5 separate regions of the Mus musculus genome follow, and all the other regions are linked to region 3. Evidence: chromatin contacts called from public HiCAR-type and HiChIP or PLAC-seq data. All regions are on one chromosome and are shown on one strand. Each heading gives the region's core, a stretch centred on a gene start, on an enhancer-like site or on the middle of the called end of the contact. The rest is flanking DNA. Distances are from core to core; before and after follow the strand shown. Region 1 overlaps Grm4 (glutamate receptor, metabotropic 4). Region 2 has its middle 9.5 kb from the start of AI413582. Region 3 holds the start of Lemd2 (LEM domain containing 2). Region 4 holds the start of Pacsin1 (protein kinase C and casein kinase substrate in neurons 1). Region 5 overlaps Grm4 (glutamate receptor, metabotropic 4).

Region 1 (2,700 bases), core at 186-2,685, 280 kb before region 3:
GATATAAATCACGGGGAGTGTTGATGGTGTGACTTTTATCGTCTCATGTGTTCAATGATGTTAAAACATCCCATTATATCATCTTATATTAATATGGTGCAGTCCATCACACACACACACACACACACACACACACACACACACACACAGTCTGATGGAACAGTGGTGGACAGCAGAGTGGCTCATTTCCTTGAAGGCTAGCCACGCCCCCACCACTTGTGCTCGGCAGCTAAGAGGACCTTAGGGCACCTGCATAATAATAACCGCTTTGGGCATTGAAGATCCTCCTGGCCCTGCCCTAACTCCTGAAGCTCCTGGAGGGTCATCAGGTTTGGGACAGGTTTTCATGAGATCCTGCTTGCTGTAGAGCCCCCTCCCTCTGTTCTTGATGAGAGCCAGGCAGCTCATTAAATTCTCACTAAACGGGAGGTGCAGGTGGAAAGTTGACTGCTCAGGGGTGCAGGGCACGGGGTGGGGTGGGAGGTGGGGGTGTGGGGGTGGGGAAGCAGCAAGAGCAATCCTGACCCTTATTTACACTGTCTCCTGGGCCCAGACACCGGGTGGGTGAGGGGCTGGGGGCTGTGGGTTGAGAACACTCAGGCAAAGCCCTCAGACATGGGTTCAAATCCTGCCTTACAATTTGCTGTTTGAACTCTGGATCTGTTTCCTCATCTGAAAAAGAGAGTTAACAGTGGTGCTGTTGTGTGTGAGGACTGACAAGATGGTCTGTGTGTGTGTGTGTGTGTGTGTGTGTGTGTGTGTGTGTAGCACAGAGTTGATTCTTAGTGTGTCACAAATGCTGAGATGAGTCACCACGAACACCCTCCGTTGCTCACCTGTTGACAGGGCTGCCGGGCCTGATGTGTACGGGCCCCCCTCCATGCTTTCCTGTTATCTTTCCTGTTTAGCTCCTAGCTCAGGCCCTGGGGTCCTGAGGCCACCTGGGCTGGTCTAGTATGACCTGGTGACCTGGATAAGCCCTTCCATGTCTCTAACCTGGGCAAAGCCTTCTTTCTTTAGTTTATGGGGATTGAAGCAAGAGAGCAGAGAGGTCCCACATTTGGCCATCCACACCCTGGACAGGATAATGGCTTTAGGCACCTAGGTCCTCTGCCTCTTTCCCCAGCTTCCTTCCTACCCATCCTCTTGGATGCCCCTCACCATGGCCTCACTACGACTTCGACAAAGACTCAATTCTCATCACAATGCCCACTTTGCAGACAAAGAGACTGAGGCTCTATTACCTGCATCTCATCTCTGGGAGCTTGGTTCTAGCTCTCCTTGTAGCGAGCACAAGGGCTGTCTGTGGTCCTGGGTGTGCGAGCTTGGCTCCGGCCCTCCCCTCCAGGCCTCAGCCGCCACCCACCTCCCCTAAGATTGACACGGACGAGGGGCACAGTCAGCGAGCAAACCTGCTACCCTGAGTGTAGTTGATTGATCTACATTTTGCTTATGAAGTAGGGCAAGTGCTGATTTGAGGATCTTGTTTGCTCTCGGCCCAGGGCTGGCGCCCGCCCGCCAGCTCGAACAGCCTTATCTGTCTTCAAGCCCTTCCTCCAACGCACTGGTGCGGCTCTTTTGTCAGCCGATGCCAGGAAAGCTGGGCTCTCTCCTCCCTCCGCACCCCATCCTCCACACCCCATTCTTCTCCAGCTCCCAAGCCTCACAGTAGGGGTGTGTGCTGGGTTCCTATGAAAATATGCACCGCTTAAAAGGGCAAGCAGGGACTGAGCACGCGCCTTCCAGGGGCATATCTGCCCAGGGCCCGTTGCGGTGCTGCCGATTCCATCCAGGAAAACAATTCAGAACAGGAAATTAATCCAAGCGCAAGTTTCCTGTATTGATAGGAGGCTGAGCAGCCAGAGTGGAGGCAGGAGTGTTAGACAGAGTGTCACCGTGGGATCAGAGAAACAAAGGTCTGGCAGAGCCCTGCAGGCCAGAGGCATCATGGGAGGTGGGGGAGTCAGTATTGCCCTTTTGTGGGTATTATCATAGGTGGCCCATTTACTGCCCTGGCTGGGTACCGGGCAGAGTGAGGCCTCCCTGGCAGGCTGCCTATGCTGTAAATGAGGGCGAATAGGGCAGATCATGTGCACTGCTGTGCGGAGGATATCCTGCAGCAGGGAGGACCACTGCGAGGTCCTGAGGTACGATGTGCCCACAGGACCCAAGGTATGGAGGGAGGCTGGCATGACAGGAGCTGCTGGGGGCCAAGGTGGTGTGGGAAGAGATGGGGTCAGAGGTCATGCACGTGAGAATACTCCAAATTAATTATTCTGATGGACTGCCTTGCTGTGAGCTGCAAGGGAGATATGGCCTGATACCCACGATGTGAGCACCCAGATCCCAGACAGGGTGTCTCTGTGTAGCCCAGGCTTTCCGGGAACTCACTACGTAGACCAGGCTGGACTCACAGAAACCCACCTCTCTCTGCCTCCCAAGTGCTAGGATTAAAGTTGTGTCAATGGCGTGGACTCTTGCCCAGTCATTCCCTCAGTGTGTTGCTGTGGTGGTTTGAATGTGAACGGTTTCCCAAGGGCTCATGGATTTGAATACTTGGTTTGAGAATACTTGAAAACTGTTTGAGAAGGATTAGGAGGTGTGACCCCCCCCCCCCCGTCCCTTCCTTCTCCCACTTGCTCTGCTCTGATCACTCTGGCCCCACTCGTAGGTGTGGTCTTCTTGGAGGATGCTTTCTAC
Region 2 (2,700 bases), core at 151-2,650, 370 kb before region 3:
CACGAGCCCACAAGCTTCTTGCCCGACTCGGGATGCCTCTTCCCCACAGTATAGGCTGGTGCGTCCGCCTGACCTCTATTCATTTGTGGCATTTGGGCCACACCTGAGTGAAGTCCAGTAGTCCTGTGGGTATGGCTATGTGACGGGAAGCTTAAGAGTCACTCCTGTCCCCAAAGTTCCCTGTACAATGGTTCGGGGCATGTTACCGAGCCTTAGAATTTGGCATATGCCCTAAGGACGAGAGCCCAGTGAGGAGACTATCCTCTCACTGGCCAGAGGGCCTCCACTAGGGAGGAGGAAGTCCTGGGGAGGGGCTCTCTAGAAGGTGACGTTATCATCGCCTTTCCCTTCCCTAGTGACCAGTTGTTTGCTCAATCCAGGTTTTTCGTCACTTACAAAGAACCAGTTGTGAGCCCTGACTCTTATCTCACTTCTTATTAGACAATGCTGGAGAGAACCTTTATTCTGTTTATTGCAGTTTTTCTGTCCTGGAACTTGCTCTGTAGATGAACCAGGCTGGCCTCACCTGCGATTCACCTGCCTCCGACTCCCAAGCGCTGGGAATTAAAGACATGCGTGCACCACCCTGCCTGGCTTTAGAGAAGTCTTTCTAACTTCATAGGGAAAAGAATGAGGTGCCTCGGTCTGGTGGTTGGTTGGGCCTTCCAACTCCTGGCTGTGGGGTCAAGTGGATCCTCTTAGGACACCATTTTACCTTAGGCCACTAAGGAGAGACATCTCATGCTGGTTGCTCCTCGCCTGCCTACGGTTGAAGAGATTGGACTTTCTCAGGGGACGATGGGGCTATTTTGGAGAGCCAGGCCAAGCTTGGGAAAACCTTGCAGTGCAGATGGGACGAGGAGGCCTTTCTCAGAGAGCAAAAGGGAGGGGAGAATGGACTCGAGGCCCACAGCCGTCAGCTGACAGGCTAGGGTGTGCTGTGCAGTGTGGCACTGCAAACGACAGAATTAATTGGTTCGGTTTGTTGTAAACTAAACAGCCCGTGGAATGGTTCTGTGAGCCTTGGCTCCGGCTTTTATGGCCAGAACACTTGCAGCTGGTCATAATCAAAGGAAAGGTTGGTGTTTAAAAGTAAGATTGTAGCACAGATGGCTCCCATCGCTGAGGCCGGCTGGGCAGGAGCATCTTGAGTCTAGTTGCCTAGCTTGGAGGTCTTGCCTTCATCCCATGTGGGTATGGGGTCTGAGGGCCCTAGTTACAACCCTGCTCCCCTCTGTAGCAGAAAGGTTACAGTGGCTGGGGCTCACCTCATGGGAGCAAAGTAGCCTCTATGTTTATCTTTCCTGCCCCTTTAGACCTTTTAGCTAAGGCTAAATGGTCAAGTTTAGTCTGAGACAGAGACTCAGGCCAGGTACCTGGGGCTTCACATGGGACACAGAGATAACTGATAAGCCACACAGTCACCGAAGGAGACACATAAGTAATGCCAAGTGAGCTGGGAGTGGCCCCTGGAGGGAAGGAAGGGTTGTTGTGGCCCTTAAAGCTCCCCGCCTTCTCCCCCCCCCCCACTCCCCCACCCCTCCACCCTGGCTAGGAGAGGAACAGCCTTGCCTGTCACCCTGTCACTTCTTGGAAAGTCCATCGTTTCCTCTCACTCGCTCTTGCAGCCAGCCCAGCCTGGCCCCCTTCCCGGAGCCCTGCTGGGGAGGCCTTGGCAGTCCTCTCTGGCTCTGCAAGAAATGGAATCTGTCCTGAGAAAGCAGAAGGAAGCTGAGTTTTCCCCTTTGCCTTCCATGCAGTATCCTCGGGTTCTTCCACACCTTGTCCCTGGGCTGGGCTGGGTGTGGGGGACAGAGAAGAGTTCTGCACGTGGCACATGCCATCACTCGGCCCCACAAGTAGGAGTCTGGCAGAGCACTTCTCAACGGCCCCCTCTGCAAAAGCAAATGCTCACCCTTGTGAGTGATGCCCTTGCTCCGTGCTCCCCACCCTCCTCCTGCCAAGCTGGCTCCAGCGGTGCGGGAAGGACCAACCATAAAAAAATCAGTATTTGGAGCCGGGCGTGGTGGCGCACGCCTTTAATCCCAGCACTCGGGAGGCAGAGGCAGGCAGATTTCTGAGTTCAAGGCCAGCCTGGTCTACAAAGTGAGTTCCAGGACAGTCAGGGCTACACAGAGAAACCCTGTCTCGAAAAAAAAAAAAGGGGGGGGGGGGTTGTGCATGGGAGGGAGGAAGAAAGGGAAGAGAAAATGATGTAATCTCAAAAATAAATTGAAAAACAAGATGGGTTGTGAGGGAGACCCCAGTGCTGACATCGGGAGCACATGGGATCTGAACTTGGGAGCAGGGCATCTGATGTGACAAGCAGCCATCCCACGGTGGAGTCGGTCAGTACTATTCAGGGATTACCCTTCTGCCATGAGGCAGTGGTAGCTCCACCAGCGAGGTGACCTGAGCTGACCTTTATCATCACCCAGCTGATGTCAGCATCCGTTGGGCACACATATTCCCTTCTGCACAAGGTCCTCGGCAGAAGGTCTTCTGTCCTGGAAGCCTCTCTTCCACTCAGCGGGTCAGGAAACCAGACCAGTCTGTGCTAAGGGATGGGTGTGTTATCTGGTCACAGCAGGCTGTTTATTAAGGCTTTTATTCCCATCCACCCATAGCCCCTCTCCCTAGTCGACATGGCCTCACAGATATGGCTTCTACAGGCTCAGTCTTCAAGAGCAGCTGCCTCGT
Region 3 (2,700 bases), core at 86-2,585:
AGGGTGGCAGGTAGAGCTGCAGGGAGATCTCGAGGGCTGGGAAGCTGGAGCTGCAATATTGCCAGGAAAAGGGAGGTGATGGGTGAAGGATGTGGAAGGAACAGCAAGGGGAGAGGGTGAGGCCATGAACTGTGTTTGTTAGATGGTGGGGGGACGGGTAAGGGTAACCACATCACTGCCCCCACCCCCTCAAGGCTCCCAACTCCAACACTGCACAGATTTGTCTAAGGGAGGAGTGCGCTCCAGGCCCTGTCCTGAAGGTCTCTTCTAATCCTTATAGCAGCCCTCTAGGGAGTTATGGGAAGCTGGCTAGAAATGTTAATTGGAAATTACCACACACTAAATGGTTGCAGATTGGAGATCAAACTGCAAGACTCTGCAGATCATCCCCTAAACCGTAAGACACGGGTCTCCCGATCCCATCACCCAAGAGAATTCCAACATTTACGGGAACCTAGGGCATAGGTATTTGCCCCTAAGAGTTCAGAGTATAGGGATCCACCTATGAGGACATTTTGGGTCACCCGTGGCCACAGAGGATCAATCTGTCTCAGAGTTGCACCTTAAAAAAATATATTTATTTTATGTGCGAGTGTTTTACCCACTTGTATGTGCACCAGGTTCATACCATGCCAGCAGAGACCGGAAGAGAAAGATACCAGATCTTCTGGAATTGGAATTGTCCATGACGTGACCAGCCACTGATGTCCAAACCCTAGCTCCTCTGTAAGTGTTGTTACGCCCAGAGTCTTCTATCTCTCCAGTCCCAAGGGTGCACACTCCTGAAGTTTCAGTGTCGACCAAGTGCATGCCTGAAGCTGGCCTGAAGCAGCAGTCAAGATAAGGTCTTGGAGAGCATGCCGGGCGGTTACTCCACCACCCAAATCCGACACACAGCCTCGACGCCCATCCGGAGACTGGCAAGTGGGCCGGATCTCTATTAATGGCGGTGGTTTTCTTACACCATTGAGCTCATCCATTAAGTAAATCAACATTCCATTGAACGTTTACCACGTGCTAACGCTGCGTTAGGATAAACACTGCTAGGTCTGACAGATAAAGATAAGCTAGAGGGCGGGGGGAAGAGATGAAAGCACCTGCACACACAAGTAAAACAAAACAAAACAGTAACCAAACCAACCCTTTGACCTCACCAACATGGCGGCGCCAGGCCGACACAGACGCCTTTCATCATGGCGGACATAGCCTCCATGCGCCGCCCTTCCCAATATGGCGTCCGTGGTCGCCCTTCCCATCATGGCGCGCGGCCCCGCCCGCTCCGCCGCGGCTGCCGGCGGGAGCAGTTCCGGGTGCGGTGCGCGCCGGGGGCGGGCGAGGGGGCGGTGTCCTGGCCATGGCCGGCCTGTCGGACCTGGAGTTGCGGCGAGAGCTGCAGGCCCTGGGCTTCCAGCCAGGCCCCATCACCGACACCACGCGGAACGTCTACCGCAACAAGCTGCGCCGCCTGCGGGGCGAGGCCCGGCTGCGCGACGACGAGCGGCTGCGGGAGGACGCCGGGCCGCGGGAGGACGCCGGGCCGCGGGGCCCCGAGCGGCAGCGGGAGGAGGCCCGGCTACGCGAGGAAGCGCCGCTGCGCGCGCGGCCCGCCGCCAGCGTCCTGCGCTCGGAGCCCTGGCCGCTGTCGCCTTCCCCGCCGGCGCCTAGCGCGGCCTCCGACGCCTCGGGGCCGTACGGCAACTTCGGGGCCTCCGCCTCTCCCTGGGCCGCGAGCCGCGGCCTCTCCTACCCGCCCCACGCCGGGCCCGGGCCGCTGCGACGCCGCGCCTCGGTCCGGGGCAGCTCGGAGGATGACGAGGATACACGAACGCCGGACAGGCACGCCCCGGGCCGGGGCCGCCACTGGTGGGCCCCGCCGTCGGCCTCTGCGCGGCCGCACTCGGCGCTCCTCGGCGCCGACGCTCGCCCCGGCCTGAAGGGCTCGCGCACCGGCTCGGCGGGCGCCGGGCGGACCCGACCCGAGGTGGGCCGGTGGCTGGAGCGCTGCCTGTCTCGGCTCCTGCTCTGGGCCAGCCTGGGGCTGCTGCTCGGCTTCTTGGCCATCCTGTGGGTGAAGATGGGCAAGCCCTCGGCGCCGCAGGAGGCGGAGGACAACAGTACGTCCCGGGCCGGCGCAGGGGAGGGCCCGGGGCACGGGGTTCGCCCACCCAGACCGGCTTGTGAGCCGCGACCGACTGCAGACCCTCACTTTCTGCCTCCACTTTCTGCTCTTTTCTGTTTCCCCGTCTTTCTAGAGTCTCCCTTTCAGCCACAGCCAGGTCCTTCCAAGGGAAAGCCACACGCACACTCTTGACAGTCAGCCCACCCCTGCCCCTCTTGTCTTCCCTGCCTTCGGGGAATGCCTGCCGTGGTCTCAGCTTTGTAGCAGCAAAACTGGCACCACCGGGCCTTCATTTGTCAAAAGGAGTCTGACCCTGCCTGTGGCTCAGGTGTGGGAGAGTTGTTCTAAGCCGAAGCTGGTACCACAGGGGTGCATGTGAGGCACAGCCTCCCCCCCCCCCCCCCGCAGGCTGTGTTGGGAGAGAGCCTGTGAGTCAGGCGACTTCCTAGACGTCTTTGCCCACACTCAGTTACGTGACTCCGCACCCCTTGAGGGGTGCAAGAGAGCGAGCCTCCCGAATAGCTGAGGACTGATGTCTTTTTTTTTTTTTTTTTTTTTTTTTTTGCCTATTACTCAAAAGA
Region 4 (2,700 bases), core at 131-2,630, 450 kb before region 3:
CCTCCATTTTCCAGCTTGGTAGCTATTGCCCAAAGTTTACATATTCATTCATTCATTCATTCATTCGTTCATTTGTTCGTTTGTTCATAGTGAAAACATTTCTTCAGTGAGGAGCCCTTCTCAGACACTGACAATGTCAGAGACAAGTCAGATTCTTAGCCTGAAGGCCCTTTGGTCTAGAGGGGGACAGGCCAGACATAAGTAACCTCCGGGTTGACAGGGTTCAAGAACATGGGGCCAGAGGTGACCTCTCCCCTGGGGAGTCAGGAAGCTGCTTAGAAAGAGTGATCTGAGTAACGGGCAAACATCTGATAAGAAAACCAGGCTGCGGGCAGAGCTTCCCAGACCACTGGCAATCTGCACCCCAGCTGTGCTGGGGCCCCTGACAATGGGCTATTTCTGGTTGTGCCTAGAAAAAGAAGGTGCCTCATGTTTAAGTTCCCCCAGGCTGCAGAGCTGTGCTTGGGGGAGGTGGGGGTGGGGGCAAGGCTGGAACTTAAAAATCGGGGGTTTGAAGCTGAGTCTAGCCAAGCTCTGGGGTTTGCCACTGTGTCGCAGACACATTAATGACCCTTTAACCTTTCCACAGCCTCCTCAAAGGTGAACACAACCGGGAGAGCGCCCCAACCGTGACCAAATGGGCTGAGGTTGGTGGAGGGAGAAGGCGGTGTGGCTGGCGCAGAGAGGATTCTGCAGCATCTGCGGGGGCCCTCAGCATCGCCACCTCCTCTTTCCTTCCACCTCCCACCCCCAGCTGGTGGGGGGAGGGGTCGGAAGCAAAGAAGGAAGTACCTGTAATCTAAACCAGACATCGCCGCCTGTGCTTCTCCCCAGCCCACTCTGATCCAGAAATAACATACGCACCAAGCTGGCATCGGCCCACCCATCCCAGCTGGCCCCAGAAAAACATACAACACCGGGGGGGGGGGGCAGCCCCAGCTTCCCAACGATCATGCTTCTTCCCCTTTCCCCAGGGTAAAGGCCTCCCCCTTAGCATCCTCAAGGGGTCATTCTGGCACTGGCTGGGTCAAGCCAAGAGCATCCGGGGGCGCGCGCCTACCTCTCCCCAGATACCTGCCCTCGGCTGTATTCAACGCCATCATATACTGAGCATCTGCATCACGCACTGAAGCCCTGGACTCCCCGAACCCCCAACACTACCCCACCCCCACCCCCAAACCCGCGCTCTCTCCACGCTCTAGAGCCCCTACCTGGGCGCCGGAGCACCGGACACCATCAGCGGGGCGGGTGGCAAAGCGGGCGGCGGCGGCGGCCCAGCCTCAAGCCCGGCCGGCTTCCCGGGGGAGGAGGAGGAAAAGGAGGAGGAGAAGGCTGGCGCGACCGCCGCGCGTCTCTCTGGGGCTGCGGGAAGGAGGAAGGTCAGAGACTCCGCCGAGCGCAGCGCCGCGCGGGGGCGGAGGCGGCGCGGATTAGAGCGGCTTCTCCGTGAGCCAATGGCGACGCGGTGGCTGCGCAGGTGGCAGCACCGCGGTACCCGGAGGCCGCGCCCGCCCGGCCGCCTGCTCCCCAGCTCGGTGTGTTTGATTCCTGCGCGCTCCTAATACCTGCTTCTCATGCGGGGGTTCACGCATGATAGGGGTTTGCTGTATAACCCTGGTGTGATGACCCCCTCCCTATCCGTGTGTGTCGGGTTCATGGAGAACAGGATACTTAAGATTGGCCAAATAGTAAGGATGCTCTCCTCTGCCCTATCCCACGGCCCACTCCCACACTCAGCTCTGCCAAGAAGGCCTGTGTGGATCCTCAGGCCAGTTCACCTCAGCTGGCTGTCAGCAAAGCTAGCTGGAGGCCTTTTTGGAGGTTCTCTGGGACTTGGGGATCCAAACGGTGACACACAGCTGCTGCCTTGTATTCTAACTGCTTCCAGGAGCCGGACTGTTGCCCCAGGGAGTGGGGCCTGACTCAGAAGAGCAGAGGATTCATTCAATGTGTCCAGAGTGTGACACAAACCAGAGAAGGAAGACCAGGAGGCGAAAACTGCCCACCTCTGCCCCTCCCTACCTTGAGAGACCTGGATGTTCACAGGGTTCGAAGAAGGAAGTCTTCCTGAACCCCTGGTGGTGAGGCTAACCGTGAGCTCTGAAGTTCACCAGTTCAGGAGCCCAGAGGAATGCCTGCATACAGTGTTCGTTCATTTGCTAAGAATTCCATGGACAGTTTCAAGCTATATTGTTGTTTTGTTTTTAAGATTTATTTATTTGTATAAGTACACTGTAGCTGTCTTCAGATACACCAGAAGAAGGCATCAGATCCCGTTATAGGTGCATGATGGTTGTGAGCCATCATGTGGTTGCTGGGATTTGAACTCAGGACCTTCGGAAGAGCAGTCAGTGCTCTTAACCGCTGAGCCATCTTTCTAGTCCTCAAGCTATATTATTAGAGCATAGAAGAAGACATCACTAAGACATCACCAGGCAGCATCTCATCTAGGGTAGGACCAGACAGTCAAGTATTATTAGTCAGGGAACCGAGGGATAGAATGGATGACTCTTACTTTACGAAGGGGCTTATCAGATCGGCTTAAACAATACAAGCGTCTGCATGCAGGACAGGCTGAGAATCCCGAAGCTGTCCCAGGACACCGGGTTCCTCAGGAGTCCCAGTGTGGCACTGAATGCATGGAGGATTCCTGAAGAGGCCCCGGAGTCATCAGAGGCCTTCAGGGGACTTTGGAAGGTT
Region 5 (2,700 bases), core at 144-2,643, 300 kb before region 3:
CAGACAGACAGACGGAAGACAGGCGGGTCGATGGAAGGGCAGACAGACAAAATATAGGATGGAAACCACGGTGTTACAGATTGCCGGGGAGAAAAAGCAAGACTTTTGTTTTGACATTGTTTTCAAATAATTGCAATTCCCAAGAAAGACGCGTTTTCTCCTGGTTAGTCGAGGAAGCCCCTGGTGGCCCTGGCAGCCCGCCCTCGGGTTCGGGCTGGAGAGGAGTGTCCTGGTTTTCAGATGGGGGCGGGGTTGTGGGTCAGGAGGACGAAGAGAGAAGGGGGTTCAACTAGACTCCAGGCCTCCCTCCCTGGTTTTCTCCCCTATGCCCTCTGCCCTCCTCCTCCTCTACATCTTCCTCCTCTCCCTCCCTAGCCCCTCCCTGCCCCCTCCACCACCTCCCTTTCTTCTCTTCCCGGGGCAAGAGCTGCTGATTTGCAATTCAATTGGAGCCAAGTGCTTGCTAAGCTGCTAAAACAACTGAAAGCTACTAGGGAGAGGGGAAGAAAAAAAAACCGTTACAAGCATTTTACCAATAATTATGCAGCAGCTGCCCCCACCCCCAAGCCTTCCTCTTTTGCTCTGTACGTGGTCTGAGGGGGGGGGGTAGGGGGGAAGGAGTGGGAGGGAGCAGAAGGGATCTGAAGAGGCCTCAGGTTCCCTCCTTCCCTCTGACTCTGACCTGTGTGTGTGTGTGTGTGTGTGTGTGTGTGTGTGTGTGTGTGTGCCCTTGTTGTGGTCTCCAGAGCTTGCTGAGGTCTGGAAGAGGCTGTCTGAGCCGAGCCACTAGGGGTAGGAGGAGAGGAACGGATCCCTCTCACCTGGAGCTCATTTGTCTAACTCCGAGGATGCATCAGAACTGGGGGTGGGGTGGTGTGGTGTGGTGTGTGTGCCTCTGAGGAGGGGATGAAAAAGAGAAAGGTCCCTGTCTGACGAGGTAGAAGTGAGCCGTGGTGAGTCTCAGGTAACCCCCACTGCAAAGTGTCTGCGGCCTGCCAGCATCTGTGGCCATTTATAAGTGTGTGCACACATGTGTGTGTGTGTGTGTATGTGCACGCGCGCGCCTGTGTGCACACACACATGTGCTCCTGCTGTGGCCCCGGCGATGGCCGACTCCTGAGCTTGACTTGATTTGGGTGTAGGAGCAGCAGGGACCTCTGAGGAGAAGCTGCCTCTACAGTGGACATTTCAAGGGGTCTCTGGGGGCCCCCCAGTGATCCTGATCTTCTCGTGGGCTCTCAGAGTGCTGCACTGGAATGAGCAGCCTGGTTGGGTCCACCCATGGAGAGGAGGGGACAATGGGAAAACCAGGGCTGGCTGTCCCAGGCCTTGCTTCAGAGATGGTTGGGACTGCTGAGTCACCCAGGCCCTGCCAGGCCTGGGAGGGAGGCAGCCTGGGCCACTCCAGTGTGCTCCCAGTGACGTTGGCCCAGCCTCTAGATCATGGTGAGCAAGCCTTGCATGGTGTCAGACTCTGCTCCTAACACTCTAGAATGCAGGGGCTTCCCGGCATCTACTTCATATTGGGGAGAACCCCGGTGATGGGGGTGTCACTGGCCCCCTGGCATTCTGAGTGTTGAGCCCACAGAATGGCCTGTCTCGATGTTAGACTTCAAAGCATACTCACAAGAACGTGTATATCTGGGGACAAGGGGCTCAAGTCCCTGAGATGGAGTGGCTAGGATTTTGGTGATATTTTACCCAAGGACAGACACAGTTGCCACAATAGGAGCCAGGGCTCAGGGGATCCTTTCCTTCTGTCCCTGTGTCCCTCTGTCCCTCTGCTGGATGTGAAGAGGCTCAGCTGCCGGGTCTGTGCCTCCTAGGACGGTAGGGATTGGTGTGTGTTGTGAGGCAGGCAGGCTACAGTGACTGATGGTCTGGAAAGATGGAGGGGTAGGGAGGGCAGAAAAGGCTGTGGTCTGTGTTCCTTGGGTCCCTTTTAGTGATATTAATGGTTCAAGCTGGGGACAAGGGACTTCTTCACTAATGAAACAGAGAGAGAGAGAGAGAGAGAGAGAGAGAGAGAGAAAGAGAGAGAGAGAGAGAATATGAGATGAGAGATTGGACCAGAAACTCAAAAGCCATTTATGGAGGCAAGAAGGTTAACTTGGAGAGGGCAGAAGGGGAGCTGGAGAGCCATGTCTGGAGTGTGGGGTGGGGGTGCCCCCCCCCCCCCCCCGCCCAGGTCTGCCTCCCAGCCCTGATGGAGACTAATTCTTGGCAGGGGGACTGGGATCTGCTGTTGTGATTTCTGCTTTCCTTCCCTCTGAGGGGATTACAGGGGTACCGCCCCCCTGGAGAGTGCTTTTGGGGTGCAGTTGGGGCTAGAGCTGTGTGCTATAGCTGTCAGGTCTCCTGGCTTCTTCTAGGAGGAATTTCGAGCTCACACAATCACACAATGAGCAAAGTGGATGGAAACCCAGGCCATCTTTGGGGAGCAGATGCCAGGCTCTGGGGATTCATCACAATTCTATTGCCTTAGTCTGGCCTGTCCTGGCAAGAGAGGGAGTAAGAGTGTGTGGAGCACACCTGCTGAGGGTCTAGAGTCGCTGAGGAGAGAGGAGGATGTGGCTGTGCCAGCCATGGGGCAATGACAGCGCTGGGCACCTCAGGCCTGAGGTTTAATCCTGGTCCCTCCAGAGTCATTACCAGCCCACTTACTGTATCAGGCAATGACAACCCTGTGGGAATGGGCCA

Evidence for each region. HiCAR-type assays count read pairs that join an accessible place to other places. HiChIP or PLAC-seq counts read pairs in DNA pulled down with a chosen protein or histone mark.
Region 1: a contact with region 3 is called in an H3K4me3 HiChIP or PLAC-seq map of forebrain, with 4 times the contacts expected there. The contact joins the enhancer-like site here to the promoter of Lemd2 in region 3. A contact is called at or near these places in 8 of 39 promoter capture datasets (the 3T3-L1 cell line, 3T3-L1-derived adipocytes, the SN4741 cell line and 4 more), 1 of 484 Hi-C or Micro-C datasets (embryonic fibroblasts), 9 of 115 datasets of contacts at active chromatin or transcription factors (bone marrow-derived macrophages, craniofacial prominence, embryonic basal ganglia and 6 more) and 2 of 9 other capture datasets (adipose tissue and liver).
Region 2: a HiCAR-type map of astrocytes shows a contact between it and region 3, with 2.1 times the contacts expected there. The contact joins the enhancer-like site here to the promoter of Lemd2 in region 3. A contact is called at or near these places in 4 of 39 promoter capture datasets (the C10 cell line, erythroid cells, liver and 1 more), 1 of 15 datasets of contacts at CTCF or cohesin (the NIH/3T3 cell line), 4 of 115 datasets of contacts at active chromatin or transcription factors (astrocytes, bone marrow-derived macrophages, embryonic forebrain and 1 more) and 2 of 9 other capture datasets (adipose tissue and liver).
Region 4: a FOXA1 HiChIP or PLAC-seq map of pancreatic cancer cells shows a contact between it and region 3. The contact joins the promoter of Pacsin1 here to the promoter of Lemd2 in region 3. A contact is called at or near these places in 3 of 39 promoter capture datasets (liver, pre-B cells and stem cell-derived epiblast-like cells), 3 of 484 Hi-C or Micro-C datasets (CD4 T cells, the HL-1 cell line and cerebral cortex), 2 of 115 datasets of contacts at active chromatin or transcription factors (acute myeloid leukemia and pancreatic cancer cells) and 1 of 9 other capture datasets (liver).
Region 5: an H3K4me3 HiChIP or PLAC-seq map of embryonic forebrain shows a contact between it and region 3, with 7 times the contacts expected there. The contact joins the enhancer-like site here to the promoter of Lemd2 in region 3. A contact is called at or near these places in 4 of 39 promoter capture datasets (cranial neural crest, macrophages, neural stem cells and 1 more), 8 of 484 Hi-C or Micro-C datasets (the G1E-ER4 cell line, the Patski cell line, bone marrow-derived macrophages and 5 more), 23 of 115 datasets of contacts at active chromatin or transcription factors (T-cell acute lymphoblastic leukemia, VIP interneurons, bone marrow-derived macrophages and 13 more) and 4 of 9 other capture datasets (adipose tissue, liver, macrophages and 1 more).

Annotation. Positions count from the first base shown.
Region 1 is chr17:27,479,551-27,482,250 of GRCm38.p6, reverse strand. The region is part of intron 2 of Grm4 (glutamate receptor, metabotropic 4); the gene reads left to right. Among named protein-coding and RNA genes, the nearest start is that of Grm4, 32 kb to the left of the region's middle. Within about 2 kb of position 1,435, at least 46 of the 459 cell types and tissues checked have an H3K27ac peak or open chromatin away from gene starts, as enhancers often do. A contact at or near this core is called in forebrain and hippocampal neurons, where this site is marked.
Region 2 is chr17:27,573,876-27,576,575 of GRCm38.p6, reverse strand. No RefSeq gene overlaps it. Among named protein-coding and RNA genes, the nearest start is that of AI413582, 9.5 kb to the right of the region's middle. Within about 2 kb of position 1,400, at least 48 of the 459 cell types and tissues checked have an H3K27ac peak or open chromatin away from gene starts, as enhancers often do. A contact at or near this core is called in astrocytes, where this site is marked.
Region 3 is chr17:27,203,073-27,205,772 of GRCm38.p6, reverse strand. Lemd2 (LEM domain containing 2) reads left to right here and starts at 1,335. Exons shown (of 9, transcript NM_146075.2): 1 at 1,335-2,114. The coding sequence starts at 1,355. Gm34736 (a long non-coding RNA gene) reads right to left here and starts at 904. Exons shown (of 4, transcript XR_385492.4): 1 at 606-904.
Region 4 is chr17:27,654,271-27,656,970 of GRCm38.p6, reverse strand. Pacsin1 (protein kinase C and casein kinase substrate in neurons 1) reads right to left here and starts at 1,380. Exons shown (of 10, transcript NM_011861.3): 1 at 1,212-1,380.
Region 5 is chr17:27,499,689-27,502,388 of GRCm38.p6, reverse strand. The region is part of intron 2 of Grm4 (glutamate receptor, metabotropic 4); the gene reads left to right. Among named protein-coding and RNA genes, the nearest start is that of Grm4, 12 kb to the left of the region's middle. Within about 2 kb of position 1,393, at least 15 of the 459 cell types and tissues checked have an H3K27ac peak or open chromatin away from gene starts, as enhancers often do. A contact at or near this core is called in embryonic forebrain and neural progenitor cells, where this site is marked.